2 separate regions of the Ovis aries genome follow, and region 2 is linked to region 1. A link is a contact called in public Hi-C data. All regions are on one chromosome and are shown on one strand. The core of a region is the stretch at or near the end of the contact, and the rest is flanking DNA. Distances in the headings are between cores, read along the strand shown. Region 1 holds the start of VIPR1 (vasoactive intestinal peptide receptor 1). Region 2 overlaps SEC22C (SEC22 homolog C, vesicle trafficking protein).

Region 1 (6,937 bases), core at 3,299-5,798:
TGTTTTCAAGATGGCCGGAGGCACTTCCTGGGCGACACAGACCTTCACATCATGAACCACATGAGAGGGGGTGCAGATAAGATTGAGCCCTGTCTGGTGAAATCTAGCCTGCTGCCCACCCACCTGCTCAAGGCCCCCTGCTCTTCCTGTCACCCGCCTGCCAGCTCGCTGTTCAGTCCCATCATGGCAAGGCAGGAAAGTTCCTTGCAGTAAATGCAGCACCCCTCCTCCCCCTGACAATATCACCACACATCTTGTGATGCTTGATTAAATGCTATTAGGGGACATCAGCTATTGAATATCAGCTATTAAGGAATCCCTGTTAATTTTGTTAGGAGTGATGATGGCATACAGGAAAACACCCTTGATTTTAGAGATGCATCTTAAAATAACTTGCTCTATGATATCTATAACATAATTTCAAATACTTCAACCAAGAGAGCAAATGGTGCAAATATTAATGGTTAATGACTTTCAAATCTAGAAATTTGGAGTGGACAAACACTGGAAATTCCTATACTGCTGTTTTGGTGACATCGCTCCCGGAAATGGGCATTTCCATGTTCATGATACTACTTGCTCTATGTGTTTTTATATGCTTGAAAATGTTCACAATAAAAGTTTTAAAAAACCCATAATGTGGCAGAGAGATTAGATTGTATTTCTTTTTCTTCTGAAATACATCTAAGGCATGTGAGAGAGTTCACACACACTGCATTTTCCTTGGTACAGTGAGAACAGCTTTGTGTTGGGGAGATCAGACAGGAAAGGGAGGAGTCTAGGAGGTTGAGAAGATGGAGCAAGGAGGAAGGGATGAGGCTTTGTCTAGTCCCCAGACCCCATTCCTGCATCCACAGCCAGAGGGGCACAGTGAGGAGCCCCTGTAAGTGGCTCCTCAGGCTGGATTGCCATGAGGCTGCCACCATGCAGAAGGGCCCATCATCCAATCCTCCCTAAGAGGATCTGTCACATGCCTGGGCCTGGAACCTCATGCCCCATATTGTCTGGCCACCCAAGAGGACATACCACCCCCTGTGCCCAGGATTCCTGCCTTCGCTGGAAACCCCTGGGCAAGGGGGACAGAAAGAGCTGAAGAAGGGTCCACAAGGCTCCCAGGCTGGGGATCCAGAGGAAGAACAATCTGCCACACAGTTCACACAGCACTTTCATATCCTTCAACCACAGAAGTCCTGACTGGAAGGCCAAGCCCTTTTCATAGTCAGTTGTGAGGCTGGGGTGAGATGGGGTGGGGTGGGGAAGACGTGGCTCCAGCCAAGGTGGAGCTGGCCTCTTTTCCCATTTCTCCTGCATGTTGGGCCAAGGGTTCTCACTCTCCTTTTTTTGATGAGGAAACAGAGCCCATTCCACAGAGAGGAAACATGTTCTCCACGTCAACTGGCCATAGAGTGCGCTGAGGACACAGCTCAGGCTACTCATGTTGGAAGCTCTAGAAATGTCTGGAAAGACAGATGTCAGGGCAGCATGGGATGGTGGAAACTTCAGAAGGGAGCTCAATCTTCCAGCACAGCCCTGCCCACCCCTCACCCCTGGGAGCCTTGGGCAGGCCTAACTGACACGCTCACTTGACTTGAGGAGACTTGACCCCTCTGTAGCTGTGTTTCCTAAACACTACAGGTGGCCGGCTAGGGGCCAGGACTGCTGGGTAGCCATGGAAGCTCCTGGAGAAGCTGGAAGCAGATGGCTGGGGCAGGATGCCTATGGCAAGGTAAAGCTTTCAGGAGATGGCCAGTAAGGCTCACAGTGAAGTCAGAGGAACCAGGCCTCTCTGAATCCCTGGGCCAACCCAGCCTCTGGGAGATGGGGTAGGGGGAGCTGAGGGCTTCCTCCTCCTTCTGGGGACAGGCCCATTTGTCCTGCCAATAGAGGCTGTCTCATAGGCTCAGGTGGAAGACTGGATCATTTGGCCAAACTCTTTAGGGACTGCCCTGTCTCCTCCAGGGAGCTTTCCCTGACTGCTCCTGTGAGTGACCATTGCCCCAGTTCTGGAAGGCTGCAGCCCACATCTGGCTGGGCTGGTTCTCCTGGGTCACTGGCTCTGCTCTCTGCTACCAGCTGGAGAATCTTCCCAGGGCAGGGCATGGGTCTGCCCCTTCTCTATGACACCTCTTGTCTCCGCCCTTGGGCTGGGCACTGGCCTGAGCAGTTCTGCTACCAATGAGGAGCTCCTGTGCCTACTCTCCAGGGGGTAGGGGCAGTGGAAAGCTTGAAAGGTGGCCTTGGAGAAGACTTCCTCTTCTGAGACACTGGAGGTTTTCTTTCCTTTTTTTGCTTCCCTGTTCAGAAATTTCCTCTTCCCAGGCTGAGGTCAGGGCTCCATAAACAGGAGTGATACGGCCTTGGGTCTTCAAACTGAACTTTGCAGCTGCCATTTTATGACTCTGATAACACACTACCCCCCTTCCCCGAGTCTGGCTGAAGCAGGATTGCCTGGTGTCTATTTGGTGTGGGAGCAAGTGGTGGCTTGTGTGGAGAAGGGAGAAGTAGAGAGGGAAATAGGGGCCCCTCACTCCAGCCTGCTCTCACCGACTCCTGGGTGAGTCCCTTCTCCTCCCTCTGCAGGCCCAGCCCTGCACTGGGCTGCAGGGGACATGGGAGGGTGAGAGACCTTAGGCCTTGATCCCATGGGGTGGTCAAAAGGGCCCAGGCTAGGGTTGAAGAGTGAGGTCAGAGTGGGAAGGGCTCAGTGGGTTGGAACAATCAGGGAAGGCTGTCTGGAGGAGGAGCTGGAGTTGGGAACTAACCAAATAAGATGTGGAAAGACAGGGGAGGGTAGGCATGGCAAGGGCCAGGCTTGAACTGTCTCAGGAGGTGGGGGGCAGATGTTGCTGGAAACGGGACCCCACTGAAACCAGCCTGCCCCTAGACTGAGAAGCCTCCAGCAATGGGAGAATGTGGTGCCAGTGGTGGTCCCAAGATCCCTGGTTCATCCATGGAAAATTTGAGTGGTCAGAGCTCAGGGGTGGGAGAGCCAGAGGGTTGCTGGTGAGGCCTGGAAGCTCTGTTACCTTGAGAGGCTGTGTTTCCAGAGTGTGCCTTCAGGGCCAGAACTTGGTGGGGCTTTGAGAGCTCAGGAGGTGGGTCTCACCATAGCTATCAGTGAGAGAAGAATTATGCCAATTGTCATAATGTCTGCTCCCAGGACAAGCAATGAGCATTCCAGCCCATGTGTGCAGCACGTTAGCGAGATGGAAACAGAGATTCCTGCCCTGGTGGAGGTGATCGTCAGGGAGATACTCATGGGACAGAAGAGACTATAGATGACCCATATACTCCATCCACCCACCAGCCAACCTGGAGCTGGTGCCAGACCTGGAACCCACAGGTTTAGGCTCTGCCCAAGCAACAACCACAGATTCCTCAAGTTCCAGGGGAGGGATAGAAAGAAATCAGCTTCAGTCCAGGTCTGATGGGTGGGGGACAGGTGTGGCTCTGATATCTTTGGGCCTCACTTTGCCCATCTGTAAAACGGGCTTGGGTAGTCTTCAGGTCTTCCCTGATCTTACAGGAAGTTGACCCATGCATCTCCTGCCTCAGCCAGAATCTGCCCTGCAACCCAAGTGAGTGTCCCCCACTCCACTAGGCACACACATGGGCACATCCACACATGGGGCACATGGGTACCAGGGGCACACACACACATACCCATGCGGAGATGAAGCAGAAGTGCAAGGAAGAGGGTGGCCTCTGCTTCTTGGTTGTTTGCTCCCTTCCCATGCACATGTCTGGCCTTCTCCAATAAACACCACCCCAACTCCTCATTGCCCACCACCTTCCACCTTGGGCTCCATATCTTTCAACTCTGCTCAGTGGGAGGGCACAGGAAGGGTCTGCCTGCCAGTCACTTGATCCCCAAGGCCCCTTCCGGGGTGGGGGGCGGGTGCTCAGTGCTTGGTCTGCTGCTGAATGTCACTCTTACAAGTAACTTAATGCCCCACAGACACCTCCCGGCGGGCAGAGCACACAACGACGGCCCTCACAGCCTCCCCCTAACCTACTGTCTACCAGACCTTTCATTTCAGTTGGCCCGCAGTCCGCGACCCTGCATTCACTGACTTCGCCAACCCACAGCCGTTACACGCAAGGCAAGTTTGGAGCTAGCTCTTTCCCGCCGCCCCTCAACGAGTGTCCCAGATTCTGACGCAGAACGGGCTCCAGGCTGCGCGGGAAGGGACTAGGCGCGAGGGAGACCCTACGCCGCCCTCGGGTCTTAGATCCAGTCTCAGGCGCAGCGAAGACGAGACCGCATGCTCCGCGCCCCTTATCCCCTCCACACAGACGTGAGCACACGGCCGGGCTCCCGTCACCCCAGCTCCACCCCCAGCTGCCGGGACTCCGGGCTGCCCGGCGGACACTCACCGCGGGGCCGAGGACGCAGACGAGGGCGCCGGTCAGCACGCAGAACCAGCGGGCGGGCGGCGGGCTTGTCGGGCGCATGGTCCGCCCCGAGCCGGCGGCGGGCGGCCCCGCGCCGGTAACTGACAGGCGGGCGGCGCACCACGCGGCCGACGGCGGGGAGCCTGACACAGTGGCGCTGCCTAGGTGGTCCTGGCGCTATGAGGCGCCGCTCTGGGCGGGGGCGTGGGCGGGCCCTGGGGGCTCGTCTGACGGGCGGCGGGTCTAGCCAATGGCTCGGCAGAGGCGGGGCGGCCGCGCAGGTGTGGGGCGGGGCTGGGGGGCGCCCTGGCTAGTAGGGAGTCTGCGCGCTCCCCCCACCAGTCTCACACTTCAATCCTCAACCGCGAGGTGTGGGTAGACTTTCGTCCCTTGGGACCGCATCTCCGGGAATCCCGAGAGCCCAACTGCCCCATTTTTCTGTGCGTGGCTCACGACGTTTCCAAGAGCCTGACTGCGATCTCCCATTCCCGCACGCCCCTTGAGCCCCACCCCAGGGCGCTCTGCTGTTTCACCTTTAGAGCCACCTGCTCTAGGAGGCCTCCCAATCTCCCCATTTTTCACTTCTGCACCTCGGAGGGTAGGTGCAGGCGGGCCGGACTACAAGACAAATCGTGACTTCTAATCCCTCAGGCTGAAGGCCGAGACTTTCTTAAGGTTCTGGGCTGCAAGTGCCCCAGAAAAGTGGGGCTCACTGTTTGATCCATTTCCAATCTCCCCAACTCATCCCTCGCGCGGGAGAGGCCACACGAAGGGAAGTTACGGTGCAAGTGAGGCCCGATTATTTGATCCCTGGTGCCTTCCTCGAGCCCTGGCGACCTAGTAGGGCGCGCTAGATACCGGCTGTGCTCTCGGATCATTCATGACCAGTCGAGGGTAGTGCTTCAGGAAGGATGGCATGTCCGCGCCCTCGCGCATCTCGGGCCGGAGCACCTCCGAAAGAAGGCAGAACCTAAGTTCTAGCGCCATCGCGCGGAAAAGGAAGGTCTGTTTCCCAGCGCGCGAGTCCAGAACCCGCGCATCCGACCTGAAACAACCGGAGTCCTCCTCTTCCCGCCTTCCCTATATTACAGCTTGGGAAACCGAGGTACAGAGAAACCCCCGGACCTGGGCCGCCTGCCTCCGATGCCTCGCTTCCAAGGTTCAGCGGCTGACATCGGACCATCCAGTCTCCACCGTTCATCCTCAGGGCTTGGTTTATTCGTCCTTAGAATGAGGCGCAGGTTCTTGGCGCGGCGCCCTGAAAGGTCTCCTTCTTGTGGACCAAATGCAGGTGGCTGCCTTGCCCTCTTTCCAAGGGTTCTAGAAGGTGAGATCGAGGCTGGAGGTGGCGGTGGTGGCAGTGGGATAGGGTGTCTGGTGAGTGACTGTGATAGGAGTTAGGGGAGGGCGGTTTTTTCTGGAGAGGCGGAGAGGGCTGCGCATCCCTGGGCGCTTGCGGGATATGCTGCAGCTTGAAGGAGATGCTATTCCAGGCGCTGGGTGACCCGCAGGTGCGACGGAATTCCCTGCGGACCCACTGGGGTTTTCCTCCCTACAGCGCGGGGAACTCTGGCCACTGATGGAGCAGGATATAGTTATAGAGAGACAAGGGAAAGCCAGGAAAGGATGAGCGTCCAGCCCCTTCTTGATTTGGGCTTATTTGGATACTAGCATTTGCTTTCTCTCTCCCGTCCTCCCTTTCCTTCTTCCCTTCCATGTCTACTCATCTTCTACTCTCTCTTCTCCCTCTCTCTCTACACTTCTTCCTTCCCATCCTCCCTTCGTCTCACATTCATTAATAGTTTGCTATGTGCCAGACTCTGTGCTGTGCAGCAGGGCACAGAGATGAAGTCAGCAGCATCTCTTGCCTGGGAAGGACCTGGGGAGCTATTATACTCCCCCTAGATTTCCACCTCCTTCCAGTGGAAATATAATCAGTTATATTTAATATAACTATTAAACATAAACCATTATAAATATATAAACTATTAAACTATGGAAATATAATCAGTTAGCCTGGACAGAAGCGCTTCCCCAGACTAGAGAACTGTGGAGATGCCTTTGCCCTGGCCATTCTGAGGCTTGGACTCAATTCCTCCAGGGAGGAAGTGTTTGAAGAGTGAGTCACCAACCATCTCCTCAGCCATTCTCACTTCTGGAGGCCAGATTAGGCTCAGGGGTCAGAGGTCCTTGCCACTCCTTGTGCCCAGCCAGCACCCCCACTGAGGCCTCAGTTCTCTAGCAAGGCAGTGGAATTGTGTCCTCATTCTGGAGTGTCACCTCTGCTGGCACAGTGCCCCAGGAGTCCTAGATGGGAACGGCAAATCCATGAGCTTTGGCTCTCATAAACCCTTTCCCATTCTACACACACACACACACACACACACACACACACACACACACCTGATCACCTGCAGAATAATGCTGATGAGGTCCCACAGTTAAGGCATGTCCTTTGGCCTGCTGAAGTTCTGCTCTCTCTGAGGACAGATGGCTTGGGTACTTGAGAATGCATTTGAGGAGGCTGAGCATTGGGGAATAC
Region 2 (6,689 bases), core at 4,119-6,618, 38 kb before region 1:
GGCCCAGCCCACTCCCCTGAGCACCCCAGGCGCACAGCAAGGCTGGCTCTTTGGGGTGCAGGAAGCAGGAGGCAGGTGAAGAGTGGAGCTGGGGCCTGGCTGGTTGCTGAAAGACAGCAGCTGTCCCCTTGGCATATTGGGGTTGCATGCCATACCTTCAACCAGGGCTGCTGTTCACTGTTCTTTGATGGAATCAGGCACTCGTCACACCGGGATGGGTGACCCTCAGAGAACAGCTCAGTGCAAGTGAGGACTGGCCAGGAGGGAGGGTTTATGGAGGCCAGATGAGCACACAGACACCTGCCCCGATGTTGCTCACATTCCAAGCGATTCTACACAGAATCCTGGTCAAATGCAGGGAAGCCTTACCTGTGCGCTCTGAGCATTAATACAGATGGAAGAAGGGAGAGTAGCTGTGCCCTGGAGAGGTAACGCGGGATGGAGCGCCCTGTCAGGCGGCCCAGGCCTGGAGGTTGGCACGGCTCTTCCACTTGGTCCCACCCCACAGTGGGCGAGTTGTGGCCCATGGGCTGGGGTCCTCTGGGAAATGGTGGTAATATCAGCCTGCTCCCCAGCGAGCTGTCGGCCGGGGAAAAGCAGTCATGGAGGGGATGGTGGGTGAATCCATCGTTCATGTGCAGGAGGAGAAAGGCTTTGCATTTGGTTCACTCAACATGCAGAGGTTCTGTATGCTTCAGGCAGCGCAGCTCAACACAGCCGTGTCTTCCGACCTTTACAAAAAAACGCCTCATGCTTTCACTGCAGAAAGGTAGTGGCCTCTCTTGCTGCCCCTGGACCTGCCTCCTGCCTTCCAGGCACAGCACCTTTAGTACCAGTGATGTTTGATCCTCCGGGATCCAGGGAGGCCAGGTCTGCTGGTTAGACCAGATCTCATGGCCTGTTTCTGACCCAGAAGAGGAGAGCTCTGGTTCTGCCACCTGGTTGCAGTAATGTCAAACTTGTATTGCTGGGGAAACGTGATTGGTAGAGAACCTGTGAAAAAAGACTGGTTGGTAAAATCTGGGAATGGAAGGGTGTAGGAACACCTGCCCGTATGTACTGTTGGCAAGGCTGTTGCCCTCAAGCATCTTTATATACTGTAAAATGATCAAATCCATTCTGCTCCTTTACCCTGTGCTGGGTACATATGACCTTCTTTAACCCTCACACTTAAGCGATTCTGGGTTGTTCTACAAGTATTATCCAATGAGTCATTCATACGATGTGGCCCCCAGGATTCCATTTTGTTTAACGGAGTTTTCTACTCCTTTGAAGATTGAGGGCAATAAAGATTGAGGCTTGTTTAGCCAGGGAAAACCATTTATTTCACATATTAATTCTGAATGCTTGCTACCCTTGTTATATGAGCTTATTACTGTTTTCATGTAATAACGAAGATCTATTTTGAGTAAATGATGAGTGCATTTTAACAAACTTTCACACAGTCATAAAGTCTGAACTTGTGTTGATATAGGTAAAGAATGTTGTATAACCGTTTATATACTATGTATATATATATATAAAATAAACGAGGTGGCTCCGGAAGTGGGAAGAGAATAAATCCAAGGTGCTCATTAACTTGTGTGTTTGTGTGAAAAATTCTGAGTTGTGGGTCTGTTTTCCTAGAGGGGGTGATGTGGGCCTGGCATAATGGAGGGGGTTGTGTTGAGAGAAATGAAATTCAAGTCCTCTTGTCTAGTGAGGTCTAGACAGGTGCACAGGCTCAAATAGTCTTCAGCACTAATCCCTAGAGTCTGGAATGCAATCATGGGTCCAGGAAGAACCTTGGAAAAACCAAAATAGCAATTGTGGCCCTGCCCTGGGGGCTGGGAGGGCTGCCTTCTATGCAGCCTCTGCTTCTGCCTGGCTGTGTGCCCCCAGCCAGTTAGTTACCTTTCCCTGCTCTGGGCTCTGAGCTCCTGTCATATCGTTTTTTCTTTTTTCATTTCCCAGGACCAGCCCTGTCAGGAAACGGCCACCAGAGGGCACACCACCAGGTTCCCAGCCCAGGGACGGGTGCTGTTTTGCAGGGTGATTCCTTCAGCAGCTGATAAAATTCCCAGAAAGAAAACAAATGTACCCAGCTTTCCTGACCATGCTTTAACCACATCGGGGGACGCGTGCTCCAAGTTTCTCGTCACCGTCAGTCCTGAGTGAAGATTTTCAGAGGAGGACAAAGACTTCCAAAATAAGTATCTGGATTATTGAGTTCTGGGATTTGGGAGTTGACAGAACCTTTAGGTAGCATCAGGTGCAACCCTATTGCTGCTCAGATGTAGGAGTTGAGGCCTGTCCTAGGTAGCCGGTGACAGTGTAGCCCAGAGCTCTGTCCTCTGGGCTGAGAACAAGGTGCATTTGGAATAAAAAGTGCCACAGAAAATAAAAAGGGATCTTGACCCATAAAGGGCACCCTTTCTGTGCCAGGAGGGCTATGTGCTAGTGTAGGCTGATGAAGTGCCTGCCTTTTTCTGGGACTCTAACACTGACTTAATGGACATGAGTTTGGGTGGACTCCGAGAGTTGGTGATGGACAAGGAGGCCTAGCGTGCTACGGTTCGTGGGGTTGCAGAGTCGGACATGACTGAGCAATTGAACTGAACTGAAACCTCTGTGGGGCCAGGTAGCAGGGCTGCTGCCTGACAGCATCCTTGGGCAGGGCCAGCAGAGGAGTGAGGCTCAGGAAGGGGCCCACCTGAGTGCTCCTGGCTCTGCTAAAGCAGCTCTAAGACATCCCCGGTTGAATGTACAGGATGAAAAACTATTATGTTCATTGAAGAACACCAGGGAGTGTTGTATTTGACCTGGGATGAAAGAGTGCTTCTTAAACAAAAGGCATCACAAGCACAACCCTCAAGGTGAAATGATCAGTGAATCTGATGACATACAAATAATGATTTCATGTGTAAAGTTTAAAGAATGAGAGAAGATATTTACAATGTCTGAAATCAGCAAGGGATTAATATACAAGCAAGTCCTGAAATCATTAATAAAGATAAGGGACTTGAACAGAAAAATGAGCAATTTGCCTAAGAGAAAACCCAGGAAGCTAATAAGCATATGAAGATGCTTAAAATCATTAGAAATACAGAGAAATACCTATTTAAACCATTGTAAGGTATCACCTTATGCCTATGACTTTGGCAAAACTCGGAAAGCTGGGTGGCAGCAAGTATTGGAGCAAGTTGAGGGGATATGGGACTCCATGTATGACCAGTCTGAAGAGCTGTGCTATTGGTATGGGCTGGACTGTGTTTTCCTCAAATTCAGTGTCAAAGTCCTAACCTCCAGTGCCTCAAAATGTGGCTGTATTTGGTGATATAGGGTCTTTTAAAAAATATGGATCATTTAAAAAATCTTTATTGAATTTGTTATAATATTGCTTCTGTTTTGTTTTGTTTTGTTTTTGGTCGGGGGGGAGAATCTTAGCTCCCTCACCAGTGATTGAACCCACACACCCTGCGTTGGAAAGGGAAGCCTTAACTACTGGACCACCAGGGAAGTGATATGGTCTTTACAAAGGTAATTAAGGTTAAAAAAAAAATACCATACGAAGAGGGCTCAAATCCTTAAGAGTAGAGATTAGGACACAAGAGATGTACAGAGGGGAGACCTCAGGAGAGCGCAGGGAGGAGGTGCTCGTCTGTAGGCCAAGAAGGAACCAGTCCTATGGATCACCTTGATCTCCAACTATTAGCCTTCACAAATGTGAAAAAATAAATTTCTGTCCTTTCATCCACCCAGCCTGTGGCACTTTGTTCTGGCAGTGCTAGAAAACTGATACAGCTGCCTCCCCAAATTTAGCCTACCTGCACCTGATGCTGTGGGAACTTCAATTCTAGTTCTGTGTCCCTGGGAAATTCTTACACAGATTCTTAAGGGGACACGTATGAGGAGAAATGTTTACTGAAGCATTACTTTTGTTGGCAGAAAGCAACCAGTATGTCTACTGTGACGGATAAATCATGCAGGCTTACTGTGGGGCAGTGAGCAGGAGGCAGAAGAGCCAGATTTAGATGGAGCCGCATGGATACATCTTCAGAATGTAGCACACAGCAAAAAAATGACATTTATACAAATTAGAAACATATGTGCACAAAATGATGACATATTTCCTAAGAATATACTCCGAAAGATACATGTCAATTTCATCTGAATGGTTGCCTATAGGGAGTCAGAAGTTTGGGAGTTAGGTAAATACAGAAAACGTAAGAGACACGGGTTCGATCCCTGGGTTGGGAAAATCCCTTGGAGGAGGGCACGGCAACCCACTCCAGTATTCTTGCCTGGAGAATCTCCATGGACAGAGGAGCCTGTCCCCTGACAGGAGGACTATAAAGGGCTATAGTCCCTGGGGTCGCAAAGAGTTGGACACAACTGAAGCGACTTAGCACGCATAGAGAAAATAAGGAATTAAAAAAAACCACCAACCAAACAACAACGGAAAAAAAGAGGACTGGCTAGAGTCAGCAGTTAGGTCTGAGAGCCCTGGAAGAACCAGGGGGACTGTGTTGCCCCTGGAGATCTTTCCAGGGTGCCCTGGCCTGACTGGACTTCACAGGTTGACAGGGCCTGCCTCTGGGTTCTCCGAAGGCCCATGTGCTCCTGGAGTGTTTCAGCCTCCTGGGCTCCACTGGGGAGCTTGAGCCAAGCCCAGGGGTTGTAATGGGTGGGGATGGTTTCTGGGACCCATGGGGGCAGGGGGAGGGGAGAGAACAGAGAGGAGGGGCTGGCAGAGAGGGAACGTAGGTGGGTGGGAGCTGACTCTGGCCACCAGGGACCCTCTCCTTCTTAGATTCAGGCCGTCTGACCAAGAGTTTCCTGGCGGAGGTTCTTTCCCACAGGAGGCACTCGCTAAAGGGCTCTCACGGGGACAGAGAGCACACAGCTGCAGGGAACAGAGGTGTGCCCCAGGCAAGTCTCCCTCCCACCCCATAAATAGCCTGTCCCGGCTCCAGGGCCAGCAGAGTGAGCCCTGGGGAAGCGAAACTGGAGGGGGCTGGAGCTGGGAGGCAAGAAGGGGACCAGGACCATGCCTGCCCTGAGGGGTTGTTCCAGGCACATTTTCTGAGGCCCCAGGGATGAGAGCGAGGGCTGAAAGTGAGGAACACAGGGCCAGAACAAGGATGCACTTTCTCACAGGGCTGTCCAACAGTGCCCAGGGAGGTCGTGAGCACCCCACCATGAAGGTGCGTAAGCAGAGGTGAGATGACAAGATGGGACTGTGGAACGTGCCGTCCCCATCTCAAAGACACTGTCTCGTTCGGGGCAGCTGGTGTCCGCGGAGACATCAGCCTGTCTCCCGGAACGCCTCTTGTCGTGTCCAGCCCATGGGGTGAGCCCGTCGCCAGTTGCAGGAAATAGCCTGTGCCAGCGCCCATTTGAAGAGTAAATATTAGTCTTTTCAAGAGCGATCTGTTCTCTGTCACTTGGCACAGAGGACACTGAACTGGTGTTGGGTGTTGGTGGGGGGGTTGCCTCTCGGCCCCCACACCCAGATGGAATCTCTGGACCGGGTTACTGCCACAGTGTAGCTCCAAGGAACAACTCTCCCCGTGTCCAAGCAGGTATCCCCTCCCAGTGACCATGCGAGCTGTGGGCACTGGAGCCCCTGCTTAGGGGAGGTTCCGATGGCATTGAGGCCCCAAGGCCAGGATGTAGCTCTCACATACTGTCAGGGCTGCTGCTGCACAGGCAGGGGACTGGATCTTTTGACCTGGACCTCAAAGTCTCCGGGCCCCAGCTCTGACATATATCATTTAAAATCCTCTGATGACCAGGAAAGGGAAACAGCCTGTCACTGTGCCACCCTTTGGGGTGACCTTGTCCAACCACCCCAACCAACGGAGCACCCCTTCCCCAAGCCCTTCTTGCCTTCTTTATTCGATAATTTTCCTCTCTTATTTATTGACTCCTCCATCGGAGGCTCAGCTCTATGAGCACAGGACCTCTGCCTTGGTCTCTGTTTAGAACAGTGCACACAGCAAGAGCTCAGTCACTATTTGCTGAGTGAACAGAATGACGTTAATACTGTGAAAATAATAAACCGGTATCATTCTCATGCCCTAAGCCTTGAAATCCCACTCCTTTGAAGCCCTTCTACCATGACAACCAGGGAAGGGGTGGGGAGGGGTGAAGCCATCTCTGGGAGCAGGGAGGATGTGGGGAGGGGAGGATGGAAGGAAGGAGGATGAGGGGCTGAGGATCAGGGGAGGACAGGGGGAGAATGGGGGCAGGATGGAGGTGGGGAGGAAAACCCAGCTTCGGTGAGTGATGGGAAGGGGAGGGGACACATCTCTCAGATCCTGGTTTAGGTTTCATTCTCTGGGACAAAACCTTGAAGGGAAAGGAATTGAAAACCGAAGCTAGAGGCGGGTGTGTCCCCCTCTGCGTTGGAAGACAGCCTCCCCTGCCCCGCACCAGGCAGCCTGTGGCTCTCAGGGGGCCCTGCTGGGTAAAAACAGTGGAGCTACAGATTTGAAGGCAAGAAGGTCAGAGTAGGCACCTTCTCCCAAACCTCCTTCCACTCCCAGAGGCCTGGAAGCTTCCAGAAGTTCCTCTGCTCCATGGGGCACGGGGAAGGTGGCTGAGTGGGGACCTGTGGACCTGTCTCAGCACTGCTGGGCCCAGTGCGGAGGTAAGAGCAGCTCATCCCCAGGGTGGGAATGGAGAGATGGCTGGGGCTGGAGGGG

The links. A called contact is a pair of places that touch in the nucleus more often than the background predicts.
Region 2: a Hi-C map of liver shows a contact between it and region 1, with 4 times the contacts expected there. The contact joins the enhancer-like site here to the promoter of VIPR1 in region 1. A contact is called at or near these places in 8 of 16 Hi-C or Micro-C datasets (hypothalamus, liver, mixed tissues and 4 more).

The regions. Positions count from the first base shown.
Region 1 is chr19:14,651,165-14,658,101 of ARS-UI_Ramb_v3.0, reverse strand. VIPR1 (vasoactive intestinal peptide receptor 1) reads right to left here and starts at 4,548. Exons shown (of 12, transcript XM_042235883.1): 1 at 4,378-4,548.
Region 2 is chr19:14,689,815-14,696,503 of ARS-UI_Ramb_v3.0, reverse strand. It overlaps SEC22C (SEC22 homolog C, vesicle trafficking protein), which reads left to right. Exons shown (of 8, transcript XR_009597354.1): 8 at 1,954-3,374. Among named protein-coding and RNA genes, the nearest start is that of SEC22C, 26 kb to the left of the region's middle. Within about 2 kb of position 5,368, at least 5 of the 54 cell types and tissues checked have an H3K27ac peak or open chromatin away from gene starts, as enhancers often do. A contact at or near this core is called in liver, where this site is marked.